Linked DNA regions of Mus musculus: regions 1, 2 and 4 are each linked to region 3. A link is a contact called in public Hi-C and promoter capture Hi-C data. All regions are on one chromosome and are shown on one strand. The core of a region is the stretch at or near the end of the contact, and the rest is flanking DNA. Distances in the headings are between cores, read along the strand shown. Region 1 has its middle 42 kb from the start of Oxsm. Region 2 holds the start of Rarb (retinoic acid receptor, beta). Region 3 holds the start of Top2b (topoisomerase (DNA) II beta). Region 4 has its middle 70 kb from the start of Oxsm.

The links. Promoter capture Hi-C pulls out the DNA fragments that hold promoters and counts their contacts. Hi-C and Micro-C count contacts between places; a contact is called where the count stands out from the background.
Region 1: a promoter capture Hi-C map of neural stem cells shows a contact between it and region 3. The contact joins the enhancer-like site here to the promoter of Top2b in region 3. A contact is called at or near these places in 5 of 39 promoter capture datasets (the C10 cell line, embryonic stem cells, neural stem cells and 1 more), 2 of 15 datasets of contacts at CTCF or cohesin (the NIH/3T3 cell line and large pre-B cells), 25 of 484 Hi-C or Micro-C datasets (B cells, the C10 cell line, CD4 T cells and 15 more), 18 of 115 datasets of contacts at active chromatin or transcription factors (the 230-238 cell line, the SCID.adh cell line, T-cell acute lymphoblastic leukemia and 14 more) and 3 of 9 other capture datasets (adipose tissue, liver and pancreatic islet).
Region 2: a promoter capture Hi-C map of liver shows a contact between it and region 3, with 3 times the contacts expected there. The contact joins the promoter of Rarb here to the promoter of Top2b in region 3. A contact is called at or near these places in 2 of 39 promoter capture datasets (both in liver) and 1 of 484 Hi-C or Micro-C datasets (liver).
Region 4: a contact with region 3 is called in a Hi-C map of CD8 T cells, with 2.9 times the contacts expected there. The contact joins the enhancer-like site here to the promoter of Top2b in region 3. A contact is called at or near these places in 3 of 39 promoter capture datasets (the C10 cell line and pre-B cells), 9 of 484 Hi-C or Micro-C datasets (CD8 T cells, DN3 thymocytes, Th2 cells and 4 more), 8 of 115 datasets of contacts at active chromatin or transcription factors (the 230-238 cell line, CD8 T cells, DN3 thymocytes and 4 more) and 2 of 9 other capture datasets (adipose tissue and liver).

What each region holds. Positions count from the first base shown.
Region 1 is chr14:16,200,348-16,203,270 of GRCm38.p6, forward strand. No RefSeq gene overlaps it. Among named protein-coding and RNA genes, the nearest start is that of Oxsm, 42 kb to the right of the region's middle. Within about 2 kb of position 1,369, at least 44 of the 459 cell types and tissues checked have an H3K27ac peak or open chromatin away from gene starts, as enhancers often do. A contact at or near this core is called in cerebellar granule neurons, cerebellum, cerebral cortex and 9 more, where this site is marked.
Region 2 is chr14:16,573,779-16,576,787 of GRCm38.p6, forward strand. Rarb (retinoic acid receptor, beta) reads right to left here and starts at 1,698. Exons shown (of 8, transcript NM_011243.2): 1 at 1,080-1,698. The coding sequence starts at 1,236.
Region 3 is chr14:16,363,464-16,366,679 of GRCm38.p6, forward strand. It overlaps Top2b (topoisomerase (DNA) II beta), which reads left to right and starts at 1,743. Exons shown (of 36, transcript NM_009409.2): 1 at 1,743-2,263. The coding sequence starts at 2,216.
Region 4 is chr14:16,171,991-16,175,096 of GRCm38.p6, forward strand. It overlaps the pseudogene Gm8517. Among named protein-coding and RNA genes, the nearest start is that of Oxsm, 70 kb to the right of the region's middle. Within about 2 kb of position 1,556, at least 65 of the 459 cell types and tissues checked have an H3K27ac peak or open chromatin away from gene starts, as enhancers often do. A contact at or near this core is called in the 230-238 cell line, CD8 T cells, DN3 thymocytes and 8 more, where this site is marked.

The DNA.
Region 1 (2,923 bases), core at 119-2,618, 160 kb before region 3:
GAGACAAAAGCATGGGCTGGTACGTTTGACCCCCACTGATTCCTCCTGACAGTTGCCGGGTAGGGTAGCTGCAGCATCTAGGGTAGAGGGTCTCTCCTCAGAACTTCAGATCTCTCTGGATCTGCACAGGAAGTCTAGTCCCCTAGAGCCACCTACTTTCTGTCACCAACCATTCCTGAGGACTGAGCTCAGAACTGTTTTTATTTTTAGTAAATGCCCTTCTCTACAATCTATTTTCCTCATCTGCCATAAAAGGCTTCAGGATAGTTTGTGAACACAAATACCCGAGGGATCTTCTTGCAACCCCATGTAATGTTCATATCCATAATATCCTGTGGTTTGGTTTGGCTTTGTGGAATCAAAAGAGAAAATATTATGCATGGCATTTCTTTGTTTAAAAAAAATCTATTGAACCAGCTCTGGAGAATTCATACCTGCTGAGCTTTAAAGCATAGCACAGCGAGTGATTAAAATCCTGTTGTTTCTGCTGGCTTTGCGTCTTTGTGAGAGTTATTCATCAGAGAAAGGTCTTGCTTTCTGTATTTACAGTGCTTTTCTCCAAAAGTTGGGAAAAATAAAACAAAAACTGGAAAGGAAGCTTAAAAGTTGAAGTAGTCTAGACACAGGGTGGGCTTTATAAGAGCCGGGACTTCGTCTGAAAGTGCACAGTATAAACCCTGCTTCACGTTCATTTACATAATTGGCTGCCCAGCATTTACATAATTGGCTGAACCCGGAGGTCTGCTATCTGGAAGCAGCACTTCCAGTTTTGATCCTTTCAATCCTGTGTTGGGCAGCCCTGGCAGCTGGACCCTCCCTCCCCCACTCTCTCCTGGCACACATCCAGGAGTGTTTGCATAGATCCCAGCTGGTGGCATATTGAACAATTTTACTGGAAGACCACATTTGGCAAGCAGGTGCCATTGGGCACCAGGCATTCTCCACGTGATGAAATCACATCTCCCAGCCTCACACTTCTTGATTAACTGATGAGGCTAAACTTCATTGTTTCTGAGCAAAGGCTTTCTATTCAAATCACGTCTTATGGCAGAAGAAGCTGTCAGGCTCAGAGCAATCACACTGACCAGATCTTTCTTTACAGTAAACTGTGGCAGCTGCCTGGGTTGTATAGAAAGTACACTGTGACACGGGGACTAAATGAATATCTTTGATAGCTGCACTGCCACAATTGATATAAAAAGAATAAATACGCAATTGAGAAAATTATAGGTAGTCAGACTCAATTATTTAATTAGCCTAGCCAATTTGAATGTACTAATCATTTTATACTTAGCATATCTGATTTTATGTCTCTCTTAAATAGTTATTATTCACCTGCTCTAATGTGAATAGGACTTGTCCCCTCTGGAACTCATTTTGAAAAGTTACTGGGGGCATCAGCAATTGAACTCAGGACCTTGCACATGCCAAGCATATGCATCACTACTGAATCCCACGGTCAGCCTCATGTTGACACTTGATTATCAGTTCAAGAGTGTTAGGAGCTGAGCCAGAGGAAGGTTATATGGGTCATCAGAGGGAGCCTTCACGAGTAAACTTATGCATTCTGCTAGAAGGGGAAGTTGCTGCTGGATGCTTGGTATCTCCTCTTGTTCTCACCATCTCTCCAGGCACACACTCACCCTCTTGGTTTTCCATTATCACAAAGCAGCATATGTTCCTGGCTACGTGGGATGTGGGATGTGGTCCCTGGTCATAAAAGACCCAACCTCCCGGACCACACCTAAAACAAACCTATATTTCTTTAAAATTAGAGTCTCAGATGTTTTCTTAAATCAACATAAAATCAACTAACAGTAAATACCTTAAATAACCTTCGATTTTGTACACATTTATTTTCCTGTTTGCTTGCTTGCTTGATTTCTCTTTTTTTCTTTTCCTTCCTTCCTTTCTTCTTTGATTTCCCTCCTTTCCTTTTTTAATTTCTTTTAAGAGACTGTTTCCCTGTGTAACTGCAGGTGGTCAAGAACTTTCTGTATAGATTACTGCCTGCCTCTACCTCGAAAATGCTAGATCAAAGGCATGGTCCCTGCCTGACTATACACTAGTCTTCTACGTTTGTTTGTTTGTTTGGTTGGTTGGTTGGTTGGTTGGTTTTGGTTTTTGAGACAGGGTTTCTCTGTATAGCCCTGGCTGTCCTGGAACTCTTAGCCAAATGATGTAATGCATACAGACATAAATATATCCACATGTACACATACATATATCTCTCTATATATGTGCACATGTGCATACATGCACACATGTACATATACAGATATATACACACATGTACACTAACACAGTCACATATGTCCACCAGTTCACTGGTGAGCTCTTGCTGGCCACTGAACCTTCCCAGTAGATCTGTACATTAGGTTTGTGCTGATTGAAATGTCTGGTACCACCAGGGTTCTTTTGAGTCTCTAAGCAGCTATGTTTACCCCTGGGGGATTCTGGCGTTCCCTCTAGCTATGGTTTCCTCTCAGTGCACTCAGTGCACTAGGGGATTTGCACCTAGGTTCCTCCTTTCCATCTGCACTTTAAGTCCTTCTAGTACTGTGTGATACAAGATTCTCCTTAAACAGCTGCTATGTTACAAACTCTATACAGCTTAGACCTCGTGCACGCAGGGACAACGGACTTGCACTTGCTTCAAACTGCAGAGCAACTCCTGGGAATTAAGGGGTAGATGGGTTCATGTCTTCAAATACTTCTGAATCTATTTGTTCTTAGAATCTATTTTGTTCTCTCAAGGGGAGATATGGATAGAAAACATTAGTGCCAATCACTCTACAAGGTTGGGAATTAGTTGTAAATTTAAAGAAAAATTGTGTCAAATAATTCAGTCGTGTTTAATTTATAGACACTAATTGTCTCATTTTAAGATCGAAGATTATCTTAAAGTCTAAAGCGAACCAAA
Region 2 (3,009 bases), core at 448-2,947, 210 kb after region 3:
AATTTCTCCCAGTTAAACTTTGACCGCTTTGTAAACAAGGATTTAAAATGTCATTTTCAGGCTAATGCTCCAATGAATTGTCAAATCAAGTACTAAAAACATTTTGATAGATAGATGAGCCATTTATCTAAATCACTGTCAGGGTGGCGAAGCATCCTGCAGGCTCCCACTACCATCAGCTCTATGTAAGATTTCCCAGGACTCCTGGTCATTTCTCAGGCCTGCAGCTGAGCTACTGTTGACTGATGAAGCTGAAGCACCATGTCAGCATCAGATAACCAAACAGTCAATATTGTTTTTGAAAACGAGGCTACCCCATTTAGATTTCTTTTCCTTTAACTGAAGTCCAGGCTCCTGACTGAATTGTAAGGTATGGAAATAATGAATGGCCAGCCCGAGGGGTGTTGGTGACCAGGAGTAACCTAGCAAAACAGAAACTTCTTAGACCAACAAAGTAACTCGGAGAGATGGCAGTGGGGTCACAGCTAAGACATATTGCCTTTTCTCGGTGAAGGGAACGAGGGAGGCAGCATCTTGCACCATCCTGCCCGGTACATTATGAACTCTGATTAACCGCCTTTACACGGTTGCATTCCTTGAAGAGACCATGTCATATTTTAATTACTTTGCACTGTTGAAATACATAAGGGGGAAGTGTTACTGAGCTCGTGGCTAATCCCAGCAAAGTTAAGTCCCCTCTCTACCCGTTACACAAATTGCATGGAATATCAGATTGCACTACTTGAAGAATGTTCAAAGTCCGTGGTCACCTTCTATTTTTCCCCTTCCTTTCGTACTTATTTAAAAACAAACAAACAAACAAACAAAAAACACCTATCTTCAAGAAAGAATAGGGTGGTAAGGGAGAACAGGGGCGCAGGAGCGTTTCAAGAAACCTCTCCAAGGGAATTTCAGCAGAGGGAATCCATATGCATGGCAGCCTATCACACCCCTTCAGCATTAAATCATTAAACCCTTTGTCTTGCCACCACTGCACTTTATTCCAGTGTCTTTATTGCATGCAAGAGAGACATTTATTTTTCCTTGGTAAAAGAAAGGAAAAAAAATAATAAACCTACATTGAGCAGTATGCCGGTGCTGCCATTCGGCCTGGGTGAATCCACTGAGGCAGGCTTTGAGAGCCTTTTCCTGCAGCATGCAGGAGGAAGGGCTCGCGGTGTAGAAATCCAGGATCTGCCCGGGACTCACTGACAGAACATCCATACAGTCAAACATGATCTCTCCGCACCGCGCTCTGCAAAAGTGCTTATCCTCTAGGTGTGGAGGCGAGCCGCACAGAAAAGTCCACGAACTCCATCAAACTCTGCCCCTTTTTTGGCACGTAGGCTGTTGGTCTTTTTCCCAGCCCCGAATCATGAATTATGACAGACAAGCCAGCTAAAAGCCTGTAATTGATCCAAATGATCATTTACCATTTTCCAGGCTCGCTCGGCCGATCCAGCCAGGGCGGGGGTTCCCGCACCGATCCCAAGTTCTCCCTTCCAGGCGACGCCCGCGCAGGCCTCCGGGAGCGCGCGGGTCCTACCCCGCCGGTGCCCAGACGCTCCCTGCCCGGGTGGCTCGCGTCCTCTGCATCCCAGTCTTGTGGCCGCGGCGCACGGGAACTCTGGTCCCCCCCTTTGGCAAAGAATAGACCCTCCTGCCTCGGAGCAGCTCACTTCCTACCACTTCTGTCACACGGAATGAAAGATTGAATTGCCTAATATATGCGAGTGAACTTTCGGTGAACCCTTCCCGGGCTGCTAACCTTCAAATGACCCAACCAGTCTGACATCACCAACTCCCAGGATTCTCACAGCGCTTAAAAACTCCCAGCAGCCCTGCAAGAGCCTTCAGCCAGCGAGTCCGCGGCCAGCCGCGCGGTGCTCCCCACGGCTCAGCGTGCAAACAATGCCAGGAGCGCAGGGAGGAGCGGGAGTGCGGCTGCGGTTTGCGCCTTTTCATCGGCCGGCCCTGGCAGGGAGACCCTCGCCCTCAGCTCGCCTCTGAAATTCCTCTCTGCTCTCCTGTTCCTGGCCAAGCCCTTGCAACTTAGGTATCTTTCCACTCCCGTAAAAGCACTCCGCAAGCCCCGAACTGCCCATCAGGAGCCCCGCCACCGCTCGCAGAGGGAAGCCTCTGGGGCCGGGAAACTTTCCATTAAGCCTGCCGTCTTTTTATTCCTTCTTCATATTATTATTATTATTATTATTATTATTATTTCCTCCCTTTTTCTCACTCTTTCAGGCTTTAGCTGAGCTCGCTGAAGGGATTGTCCTAGCTCCGGAGGGGAGAGAAAAGTCCCTTCTGGGATCTACTTAGACTTTAAAAACCCTGCAGGCAGAAACACCTGGAGCAGTCACAGATTAGTTGCACCAAACTCTGTTCCTAATCTCACCTTTCTCTTCTTTCTATCCACCACCTCCCTCCCCCCACCCCCCACCCCCCACCCCCCATTGCCAATCGCACTCTCACAAACACAGAAAGTGAAAGGCAAAACACAGAGACTGAGGTGTGTGTGTGTGTGTGTGTGTGTGTGTGTGTGTGAGAGAGAGAGAGAGAGAGAGAGAGAGAGACAGACAGACAGAGAGAGATATAGAGACAGAGAGAGACAGAGAGAGATATAGAGACAGAGAGAGACAGAGAGAGATATAGAGACAGAGAGAGACAGAGAGAGATATAGAGACAGAGAGAGAGAGACAGAGAAAGAATTTTAGATTCTGGTTTGCTGGTTGGTGAAAACAGTAACTCTGTCACTGGCCATCTGTGTGTCTAGGAAAATACTGATTTTCTCTAGGACCCAGTTTTCTCATCTGTATACCATCCATAGAACGTAAATAACTACCTGTCACTTCTCAATAAACACACAAAAGGAATATTAGCAGTGTCTCAGCCTCCTGTTTCTAGCTGTGGGACTTTTGCCAAGGATACCCAGACCTTCCTGAGGCTACAGTGTTCAGCAGTTAGTAGACTTGTGCCCTGTCTGAACCCACGCCAATCCTCAGTCTA
Region 3 (3,216 bases), core at 493-2,992:
CAGTGCATCAGAGGGAGATGAATTTTACTAATTAACTATTTGGATTTTGGGTTCAAAATTTGAAGCTTAAGAGTTTTTAAAATGATGTTTTAAAAAGAAGACAAGAGCTGAATATGGTGGTTATTCGTGGAATCCCAGCGATTGGGAGCCTGAGATAAAGGATCAAGGGTTCAAGGTCAGCCTAAGCTACAGCAAGACCTCTCAAAATCAGAGAAAGGGACAGCTTGGCTTTTATATAAGCATACATACATTTATCTGTAAAATTCCCAACCTTTAAAATCATCTGTTTTCTAACATGAAGTATTTGGGTACTTAGGGATGTAAAGTCACAATACATAAATGAGTATAAGTCCCCAGGTAAGAAGGCCCGATGATGGACTTGGGAAAGCTGGTAACATGACTGTGGTGCTTTAGAGTCAGGGGCGCAGCCCAGCTTAGATCCTGCCTAGCGCTTTATAAGCTTTAACACTAGATTCAAAGTAAAGAAAGGTTTTGGTGTTCTTAGTCAGAATCCCCAAATAAACTGAAATTCCACGGTCTCCAGAGAGCTAATTAAGAACTACATTGAAATGATTTCCGTGTTTCAGAGCTCCCCACTTGGATTCAGAATGCAGCAGCGATTGAGAGGTGTGACCCCAAAGTTTCCCTTAAGGGAAGCACTCAGCTGCCGGAGAGACTCAAGGAAATACTTTCACAGAAAGTTGTTAGCTCTAGCTGGGTAAAGTTCTTCGGTGTGGTGTCCTCCTGTTAGTCACTCTTGGAAGATTGACGTCGGAGGAGGCTGTTGTCCCTTTAAACCCATTGCCACGCCTGACAGAGCATGGCTGGGAGTATGCCCAAAGAGAACTTGTTGAATGCAATTCCATTTACAGGCTGGGTGAAGTCAAGAGCTCTTCCATCTGCCAAAAGCTTTGGCGTTGCAAATTTTATTCTTAGAAAGCTTCCACACGAAAAAAGTCTATTTCATGATGTGTACCTGAAAGCTGAGAAGTGACAGGGACCTGTCTGCATTGTTGGGAGGAAAGGTCTGTAGCCAGAAAAGGGAGTCCTGACCCGTTCGCATTCCTTCCCGGGAACGTTCTCTGGGCACTCTTAGCACCCCAAGTTCCCTAACTGGTGGCACTGAAGACCGCTTGCCCTGTTTAGGGGCAAGGCAGAGAGACGGTCGGTCGGGGGTCGGGCGGATGCAGCAGCAACCTGGGGCCTGAGCGCGGGGTCCGGCTGCTCTAGGCGGCGCACGGTCCCGTCTGCAGTTCGCTAGCTCCCTCCGGGGCCCAGTCCCTGGGGGCGGCTAGGGCTTCCTGCCTCCCTGCCCCCAACCCTCCCCCCCCCCCCCCCCGCTCCCGCTCCCCCCGCGGCCTCGCGGCAAGTCTGCAGGACACAGTCCGGAGGTTTCCACAGCCCTTGTCCCAGGACTCCCGGCTCCTTTGGATGCCCCGGAATGACTCTTGACAGCCGCCTGCTCTCCCTTCTGACGGAAACCCCATTCACTCGCCTCGCTCTCCCTTACACTCTCTCTCAGACACAAACAAAAAACCCAAGTCTGCCTCTCAGTTGCTACCCGCAATGACGTTTTCCCCTCGGGTCCCGCCCCCCTAGGGGCCTGAAATTTTGGGATTGGTCGAAGTACTGTAGTGACAAGGCTGTGATTGGACGATCCATGGTTGACTGACAGCCGGTGACCACCGCACCCTCCCCCTCCCGGAGCGCGCCTGTGTGTGCCGTGTTATGCCGGACTAAAGGGAGGCCACCACGGCGGCTCTGTTTATTGTCCCTCTTGGACTGTGCTCCGGAGGACCGGTTCAGACGCCGCTTGGGCGGTTTTGAGGCAGTGGCGGCCTTTGAGGCTGCGGCGACCGCGGCGAGGACTCTGCGGCTTCGGTGGCTTGAGGAGAAGCAGCGGCTCATTCCTGTCAGGGCTCTGGCTCGCGAGTCCTAGCCGGCCCGCTTCAACCTCGTCCCTCATCCGCGATCCCAATCGCCCGCGTGGGTCCCGGAAGGCCGCGCCGCATCGCCAGCCCTTCCTAGTCCTCGACCACTCTGTAGGCCCGGGCGCCGCGCTCGAGTTTGAGGGCGGCGGGCAGCGCGGCCTCCTCAGCGGCTCGGGCCCGCGATGGGGCGCGGCTAGGAGTGCTGCGCGCAGCGGTCAGTGCGAGCGGCGGGCCCGGCGTCCCCGGAGCGCGAGCAGCCCCTGGCCTGCACGGGAGGCGCTGCCATGGCCAAGTCCAGCCTCGCGGGCTCTGACGGGGCGCTGACCTGGGTGGTGAGTGCGGCGCGGGCGGGCGCATTGTTCGTGGGCCGCGGGCGACGCGGGCGGGGTGAGAGCGTGGTGCGGCGGGCGCCCTGTCAGGCTGCAGTCGGGGCCTAGCCCCGTGTGCCCTTTCTCTCTGCTTTCGCCTCCACCAAGGCTCAGGCTGCTGAACAATGCTCACCGGAAACTTCAGGGTGCACACCGAGAGTGGGGGGACCGCGATAATGCGAGCCTCCGGGCCAACCCTCCATAAGTGCAGCACCAGAAAATAGTGCCCGGTATGCTACGGCTTCCGGCGGCCTGTCCCAGAGGAATGTGCACTTGAATGGTCACTGCGGGTTGCGCCTCCCCAGAAAAGGCTCATTCCGCAGAGAGGGTATTTGGGACGACTTTGACAGCAGGCTAGAGACCGCCCGCGGGATTAAAAGAAGAGTTTACTTACGTCAGCCTCCCGTGTACACCGTGTGGGGGCCCAGGGGTGTCCCTCGGAGGTGAGGGGGTGCTTAAGCCTGAACTTGGAGGATTGCAGAGCTCAGTTCCTGGAGGGAGGTGGACTTAGCAAGTGCAGCGGGAGCAGTTGGAACGCGGCTCCCAGGACAGATCGATAACTCCAGCATTTCACTTACTCAGCACTGAGTTCAGACCAGGGTCATTTCCCAAACAAAACACCGGACTTAGTAGATGAGGCCAGCAGCTTGGACAGAAAATTTACACATTTCAGGGACTTTAACACATCCCTTCCAGAGGATCCTAGTTCCCCGCCTTTTGAACACACTAAGGAACTTTGGTATTGGTTGGCATTTTTGTTCCTTGTTTTCTTTGTTTGGTTGAGGTTTCGATGAGGCTGGGGTAGCAGTCGTTTCTATCGACAAGTGTTGTTTATAAAAAGGATGTTTCTATGAAGAGCAGAAAAACAGTTTCAGCATTTGCAGGGCCTCGAGAAGATACTTTACAGTGTAACTTGC
Region 4 (3,106 bases), core at 306-2,805, 190 kb before region 3:
CCAGCAGTGGGGACCCTGTGTCCTATACAATGAAGATAATGGTTTCATCAAGGCCTTCAGAAACATCCTTGGTATTACTCTACTTAATGTAAGCAAAAACATTTTAAAATCTACTCCTGGTGGGCATGTGGGATGTCTCAGAATTTGGACTCAAAGTGCTTTCTGGAAGTTAGATGAGTAGTATGGCATTTGGCATAAGGCTGCTTTCCTCAAGAGTAACTGTAACCTTCCCATGCACAAGACGATGAACTCAGATCTTAGCAGAATCTTGAAAATCCCAGAGATTCAAAGAGCCCCCTGAGCACCACACAAGAAGATTCAGTGTAGAGTCTTGAAGAAGAATCCACTGAAGAACCACAAAGACTATGCACAGGAATACCATTCTTCCTAAGGCCAGAATCACAAACTTCAGGTGAAAAACTGGAAACAGCAGCCACTGCACAGGCAGCCAACTTGAAGAAGGTTGCAGCACAGGAGACTGCAGACAAGAAGTCGGCTGTAGGCAAGGAAGAAAGGAAGCCCAAGGATGTCAAGAAGATAAGAAGCCTGCAGGGGAAAAGGGTTGTGGCTACCAAGAAAACCAGCAGAAAAGAAACCTACCACAGAAGGAAAAAAGCCGGCTGCATAAACGATTAAAATTTGTTTCATTCCAGAGAGCCAATAGAGACAGTCTATTTGAATAAAAACATAACCAAAGGGGAAAAAACTAGCCCACACAAAAACACATAAAAAGAAAGCTATCTTGCTAAAATTCAATTGATTGAAAGAAAATAGAAAATCTAAAATAGCAATAAAAAATGTCAGAACTTCAGTACAACTGTCGCTTTTAAATGAAAGCAAATATTTTATAATAAATTGATAGATTATATTCTGTTTTTTAAAATGTGTGTGATGAATGTGAATTCAAGCATCAAATGGGGTACACTGAGGCACAGAATGGAAAACTGATTTCTTGGAACCTCACTAAGTGTATGAAGCCATCTACAAAAAGTGACAAATGCCATTACATAGTCTCGAGGTCTCATTTTATATACCTCCATTAAGGAACCCCTTTGTGATTTCACATATGTGACAGTGTCTGTGGGGCCACATAAGGATCCCATATTTGAGGCTGTGTCTGTCTTAGCCCTAAATCCAAGATGTACCAGCCAGGACACAGTCAGTAACTCTTCAATCTTCATATTGTAAGAAACATTTAATATTAGACTGTCCTGACAAACACTACAAAACTTTTGTTTACAACAAGGAATTCCAATCTCTTTACTTTCCCCATCTGGTAAAACCTTTATGCAAATGTTTTCATCCTTTCCAGGGTAAGCCTGATTTTACACAAATGCCCTGCTTGGCATCATCATATCTTAATGGTTCACTGCTCTGCTCATCTTCATTGTTTGCTCCAATTGTTTTGAAATTATCTACCCTCAAAAGACCATGAGGTCAAATCTCAGCCAATGGGGAAAAGACACAGTCAGCGGCTAGTTAAACACAAACTAATTGCACTTCCTGTGCAGGTGTGCTTGCTCACCCACAAACCGAGTTCACTTCCTGGGCAGGTGTGCTTGCTCAACCATCATTGTGAATAACACACCCTTCTGACAGGAAATAAACTTCTTTGTTGAGACACTTTAACCTGATTGTAATCTCTTTCTTTGCAACTTCAAACTTATTTCTAACAGCATCTTTCCTTGCCTCGTCCTAAATCAGTCTTGACTTGCTTAGGGAAGCCCTATTGCTGTTATGTAAGAGTACTAAACATTGTCTTATTGCCTTAAGCCACTGTGATTTCCAATGTTCTCTACTTGCCCCCTAAAGGTCAATGCTTGATCCAGGATCCACAGACTCACAGGCATGCAACATCAGTGAGTATTTTCTACCTTGACTTTCCCAACCACCAAGGCTCATCTGTTTAGTCCCTTTATGATGAGTCTGGCTATTTTACCCTAGTCTTGACCCTCATGGGATCTTTTCCAGGACTTCAAATGAATCCCTGAATGCTAGGCCTTCCATTTTTCCTCAGCCTAGCCTTGTTTCAGATATACCTCATTCTACCTCTGACCTTCTGATGTGCCTCCTTTGGTCCTTTCCAGGCTACCACTCAGTAGCAAGTAGCAAGGCTGTGGTCAATTATATCACATGTGGTTCCTGATAGACATCAAAAACTTCCATACCCACAAACCAGGCCTGGCTTGTCCAGCCTCTGCCCTATGCCCAAGCCTCAACCCTAGCTTCCAAATCTGCTATTTAATTTGCCCTTCTGCCCTGTTAAAGCCCTGCCAAGAAAATTTAATAACTGTAATTGCTTGCTGTAGTCATAATTAATCTGGAAAATGTGGAAGTGGTCTGTGTTACAGGTAGGAGTGCTTTACACAGGGATCTAGAGACATTCACACATGTAGCAAAACCAGAGGAAATTTGGCTACCAGCACTTTCACAGAGAACTTGCCTCAATCAGGATGTGGCTGATCCTCTAGGACTCTCTAAAAGCATCTTTGGAAACTCTACCTCTTTCTAACCAAGTGTTCCTACTGAAAACTCTCTACTAGGACCTAGGCAGGGAAGTATTCTTAAAAGGGCATTTCCCAAATTCTCCTCTGCCACAGGAACTTGAAGGAGGGGAAAATGGTCTGAATACAGACACAAGTGGTTAACCAAAATGATATATTCTACATTTTGCTTCCAGTGAGGCCCCTACAAGTAGACTCTCCTAGTTGGAGCCTGATCCTATATCCTCAGTCTGACTAAGGCATTGATTCAAACCAGATAAACCTTTTAGGACCAGAATGGTACTTGCCATATGACCCAAGTTTTCTGCTTTCTGGAGTCTCTGAGGAACAAAGATTTTTCTAGGACTGAGACAGACAAACCCAAGACACCAGAGGGCTTCATTCCTGGGACCTTAGATGTTCAGGCCACAGATGTTTCCTCAAGGTAGGCATTTCCTCAGGATAACTGTGGAGCTGACACTGGTTCTTCAGATCTCAGCTTCCATTTCTCTACAAGCTCACATACACAGAAGCCTGAAGGCCAAGCCATAGATGTCCCCATACCACAGGTTTCCCAGCCAACCAAATTGGCCATTGTCATTTAAATATCTCTAACCAGAAGT